Linked DNA regions of Mus musculus: region 2 is linked to region 1. The links are chromatin contacts, called in public promoter capture Hi-C maps. All regions are on one chromosome and are shown on one strand. The core of a region is the stretch at or near the end of the contact, and the rest is flanking DNA. Distances in the headings are between cores, read along the strand shown.

What was found. Capture Hi-C pulls out chosen DNA fragments and counts their contacts.
Region 2: a contact with region 1 is called in a promoter capture Hi-C map of liver. The contact joins two enhancer-like sites. A contact is called at or near these places in 5 of 39 promoter capture datasets (cranial neural crest, liver, pre-B cells and 2 more), 2 of 484 Hi-C or Micro-C datasets (embryonic stem cells and liver), 2 of 115 datasets of contacts at active chromatin or transcription factors (embryonic stem cells and memory CD8 T cells) and 3 of 9 other capture datasets (adipose tissue, liver and pancreatic islet).

The regions. Positions count from the first base shown.
Region 1 is chr5:121,734,217-121,736,916 of GRCm38.p6, reverse strand. All of the region lies in intron 1 of Atxn2 (ataxin 2), which reads right to left. Among named protein-coding and RNA genes, the nearest start is that of Atxn2, 24 kb to the right of the region's middle. Within about 2 kb of position 1,391, at least 3 of the 459 cell types and tissues checked have an H3K27ac peak or open chromatin away from gene starts, as enhancers often do. A contact at or near this core is called in liver, where this site is marked.
Region 2 is chr5:121,811,445-121,814,144 of GRCm38.p6, reverse strand. It overlaps Atxn2 (ataxin 2), which reads right to left. Exons shown (of 25, transcript NM_009125.2): 23 at 2,533-2,700; 24 at 592-760. Among named protein-coding and RNA genes, the nearest start is that of Mir7031, 6.5 kb to the left of the region's middle. Within about 2 kb of position 1,399, at least 71 of the 459 cell types and tissues checked have an H3K27ac peak or open chromatin away from gene starts, as enhancers often do. A contact at or near this core is called in liver, where this site is marked.

The DNA of each region.
Region 1 (2,700 bases), core at 142-2,641:
ATATTCAATATTGAGGAGGAGCTGTGTGTGAACTCTGTAATTCATTAACAAAAATAAAACCAATAACCTAGTTCAAAAACAGCAAAAGCAAAAGCAAGCAAAAACCAAAACCAACAACAACAAAACCCAGATAATCAATGATCTGCAAAAAGATGTTCAAAGGTGAATTAAGAACACCTCATGCTCTTCCAAAGAGCCAGGGTGGGAACAGATCCCAGCACTCACACCGGATGGCTCACAATTCCAGTTCTGGGAAACAGCATCCTTTACTGGCTTCTGCAGACACCCATACACATAAATAAATCATGAAATTAATCTAAAAATAAAAAGATGTTCAAGCTGCATATAGTGGCATATCCCTGCAAACTCAGCATTCAGGAGATGGAGTAAGAGAATCAGGAATTGAGGTGCATCCCTGCTTCATAATGAGTTTAAGAGCAGTCTGCATTCCATGAGACTCTACCTCAAAAAAAAAAAAATTCTTTCTTTTGGTTTTTTGAGACAGGTTTTCTCTGTGTAGCCCTGGCTGTCCTGGAACTCATTCTGTAGACCAGGCTGGCCTCAAACTCAGAAATCTGCCTGCCTCTGCCTCCCAAGTGCTGGGATTAAAAGCATGCGCCACCATGTCCGGCAAAATAAAATATTCTTTGTACCACTAGTTTTTTAGGAAATTAAATTTCACACCCATTATGGCAGCTTATAGTGCAGGGATTGAAGTATTTACCTTTCAGGAAGCCATGAATTATTTCTGGCACCGTCTCTAACCAATACCAGAAGTTAGCAAGTAGGTGAGAGCAGTGGGAGAATCAGAATCTTGGGTACCATTGACAGAAAGGGAAGACAGTGTGCCCCACCGGCTAACATGGCTACTCCTTAAATCATTAAACACAGTTGTTGAGACAGCTAGCTCACTGAATAAAGGCATCCCTGGAATCCATAAAAGTGAGTGGGAGAGGGCTGGTGAGATGGCTTAGCAGGTAAGAGCACCTGATTGCTCTTCCAAAGGTCCTGAGTTCAAATCCCAGCAACCACATGGTGGCTCACAACCATCCATATGAGATCTGACACCCTCTTCTGGTGTGTTTGAAGACAGCTACAGTGTACTTACATATATAAATAAGTAAATCTTTAAAAAAAAAAAAGTGATTGGGAGAGACCTGGCCTGAGCACCGTCACAGACTTGCATGGTCGGTCGGTCAGTCGGTCAGTCAGTCAGTGTCTGTCTGTCTGTCTGTCTGTCTCTCTCTCTCTCTCACACACACACACACACACACACACACACACACCAAACAGAGAGAGTTGTCGGTCAGGTTCTTGCAATCACTCAATCACTCTGTTGCCACCAGAACTAGATAGTACAACTTTTGCTAATAAAGACAAATCCAGCACAGCCTTTGGACGCAGGACAAGGAGAGCGCACTGTGACAGTCAGGGGCCTCCTGCTGGCTGGCTTTCATGGCTACCTGAAGGTGTCCACAAGCTGCTGGGAAGAAAGACATCAATCTGAACAGAATCTTAGCCCTGAAGTGAACCACACAAGCCAAACAACCAGCACCAGTCAAGGTGTACACACCGTTGTAATGTGGCATTATGTGGCAATAATGGCATTACCACTTTCTAATTATCTAAAGCCTGTTCCACAGGAGAATGCTTATGCCTAACTGATACCATAAAGCTATGCAAAAGTCCACAACTAGGAGAGTTACAGGCTATACGGAGACAATCTAGTGTTGTTTTCTAAGTGGACGTGGTATCAAATTATCTCTAAATATTTTTGTTCATTCCTATAGGTTAGAGCTGCTCTCTGCCTTGGTCAGAGGCTAACAACTAGTCCAAGTGCAGAGAATGAGCGCTAGGCCTAAAACAAGACTTCCATGTGAGTCACCCCGCCACGTTCAGACAGACCAGACAAGGGAGGGCACGGGGAGTTTAAGGCCAGAGTATGTACATATGGCATTGCAGTTGTGCTCAAGAACTTAAGCAGTTGGGTTACCTGTCCAAGACTGGGCACGCCTATAATCCTGCAGACAGGACATGGGATCCTAGGGTGCCAGCCCTCTTTGGGACCTACTGGGAATGAAGGAGGAGGAAAGGCTGGAGGAGGTAGGTCTTCTCTTCAGTGCTGTAGTGCCTTTCCTGCAGTGCAGTGAGTGACTCCCATCCCACACTCACGTAACCAACTCTAATCAATGTCAGCGGACGCCAAACACCAAACAACAGACAGACACAGAAACAGGAGGGGGTTGGTTGGGGAAAGGGGTTTAGCAGGAATGGAATCGGGTAAGAGAGTTTCGGGAGTGGGAAACAACCAAAGGACACTCTGTACATCAAAGAAATTAATAAAGGCATTATATACATCAAAAATAAATAAAAACTAAAGTAATTGGGAGAAATCTAAATAGAATGATCACAAGATCCAGTAGTTCAGGTTCTGGGCTTATATCAAAACCCTTGCCTGAAGCCGTGAGTCAGCAGATAGTCACACACAGTCCCCAGCAGGTCACTCACCAAGGGAAGACCATTCAAATGCACACTGATGGATAACAACATCATGATGGCTTACAACAAAATCTGCATTCATCCAAAGAAATAAACTCTCTAGAGCTGGAGAGATGGCTCAATACTTACTGCTCTTACATGGGATCTCAGTTCAATTCCCAGCTTACAGCTGCCTATAACTCCAGCTCCAGGGCAAGTGCC
Region 2 (2,700 bases), core at 150-2,649, 77 kb before region 1:
CGTAAACCACTTCAGATACAAGTCCTGGACTTGCTGCTTGTGGAGCAGGCCTTCACACCCCCTCCCACTACACTAGCCAAGCACCACTGCTTTCCAAGTCACAGGGAAGACAGGTGTCGTCACAGCAGCCATCAGTACGAGACATCATGGGCGTCCTGTGTCAGGGCACAGGCTGGGGCTAACACTACACTCAGACCAGTCCGCACACAGCACGTGTTCACCAGTGCTCTCCTCCAAGCTACGATCAAACTTGGCCATGGGCATAAACCCCCCACATCAGCCTATAAAGGACTCAGGACGGACCACGCTGCCCTGTCCAGCCTATCATACATACATAACCAGGAAGGCCAACTGAGTCCTCGGCATGCATCGGCTACCCAGAATGAGGCTGCTGCTTCTCAAGCCAACCCTGAACCAGCAGAACACACACAGAGCCTGATGTTTCCTGACCGTCACGATCCCTCCTGTGCACACTTGGATGGGCCTCGCTAGTCAGGTTTGCAGCCTGAAGCACTGGTCCTGCCTGCCATTCTACCTCTGCGAGCAGAACGCTCGGGGTGCCCCGGCGGCCCCTGCACACACACGCCTCACCTGAAGGGTGCGTCATATAAGGGAAATGCGCTGTTGTCGAGACTGGAATGGGCTGTAGTGCACTTTGAGCGAGGGCGGCCTGGGGACCGCCGGGTGGCTGTGTCGTCATTAGCATCATTGGCGCATGGGCAGTTGGATGAGAAGGAACCATTCCTGACTGTACATGAGCCTGAAACAGAGAGCTCTTTTACGCATACAGGCAACATCTCCTTCTTAAACAACAAGTCAGCTATTCCTTTCATTGGACTAGGGCTCTTGAAGGAGCAAGATGGACTTCTTGGGTAACCTTGAGGTAGATCCAGCAGGGCTAAGATGGGGAAGTTGCCTCCTAGTCCCCAACTCGTCTGCTCAGATACCACACAAGGCAAGGTCTTCACCAAAAGCAGCCGCTATTGGGGTGGGAAGGGCACTTTCTTAGCTTGCTATGGTGCATGGCCAAAGATATATCAATGCCCTTTTCCAGTCAGAAAGCAACTGACAAGGGCCTGTAAGGGGACTGCCTCCCCAGCACCCTCAGCAGCTTCCTGAGTCTCTCCTCTTCCGCCCTTCCCCAGTTGTAGTGGGTTCCCCAAAAGTAGGGTGAAGCAGCACTTAGGCCCCTCACTTTAAAAGCTTAACTGACGGAGCAAAGGCTGAGTCACTGGCTCCACTGAGATGACAGAGTGATCTGAAGCTGGGTCAACCCAGTACCAAATGGCAGCAAATTTAAGTTAGAAAGGTGATGTTAGCTACCTGGTCGGTAATCTCAACCTTGGCTCTGCAGGGAGTGGGCAGAGCAGGAAGAGGCGGCTTCCTGCCTCCCATCCTGTGCATTGCTCTAGACCATCACCCCAGCGAAGCACTGGTTCACACCTTCAAACAGGCCCATGGCTCTCTGCTTTCCCTGTTAGCCTCTTACTCTCTTATGCAAATACATGAGTGAGGTTTGGGATGAGCTCATCTTACACATAAATTCACAGCCTCTGCTGGACACTTAGAGGACCCTGATTCTCTTAAGTCTCACTCCACCAAAGCACACTGACCACACTGGCTACCCTCCCCACTGCCGCCAGCCAACAGGAGCATATTCTACACTCTCAGCTCTGGGGGAAGGACAGGAACAAGCTAGCCTTCTGCAAGAGACCCAACTACACAGCAGCGTTAGCTCACACCTCGCCAGAGCCTCACTGGCACACTGAGACAGGAAATAGAATCATTCAGGAACTCTTCTAAGTGAGACCCACCTCAGGGAACTGTGATCAAAAGTAGCAGACATCTGATCCAGCCACCTTACGTTAACAGCTACAGAGAGGGCCTCTCCATGGCCCAGGCTGCCCTGGCTCTCTCAGCAACCACAGCTTTCAAGCTCAGCCTTTACACTGGGGGAAGGAAGGGAGGAAGGAAGGAAGGGAAGCCCCAGACGGTCTGGGCTACTCTAGAGCCTGAGTTCTCCTGCACCACAGCCCAAGGTCCAAGCTCAGGAATCACAGCAGACAGAGGCAACCAGGCAACAGCTGGGACACTGCTAACCCGCAAACCAACAATCCTAGTGCAGTCCCTCAGAGTGAGAGCCACTGAAGGCCTGCCTGCCACCCTGCTCTAAGGCTCGCGTGTGTGCTCCCGTGTAGAGGTGTCTGCATGTGTGCACATATATACACAGTGGAGAGGCTAGAGAGACGCAGCGAAGCAGACACAGGAAGGAAAGGACTGGGGTGCATTCCAGACTCAGAGGTTTAAGGTCTCAGCTGGGAAATGCTAAGTCACAGTTTCACTGATCCACCACAAAACCATAGCAACATTCACTGAGAGCCAGAAGATCACGTGCTAAGCAGGAAAGGGGCAGACAGGCAGATGGCACCACACACAGGGTTTCCTGGCTTGGGGAGCAACTGGCTCCTTGCTGCTTATCTGACCACCACTCCCTATGTGGCCTTCACAAAAACTTGGCTAGTGCTGGTTTACCTGAGGTACGTGGGCCATGTGGGGTGGGGTGGTGTATGCCGGCTGAACATGAGAAGGGTGGATGGTGAAGACTGTCTGTTGTGCTGCTGGGAAACTGCTCTGTGGAGACTGTGTATTAGAGGCAGGTGTCATGGAAGGTGGTGTTGGTGCCAGCCCCGCATGATAAAT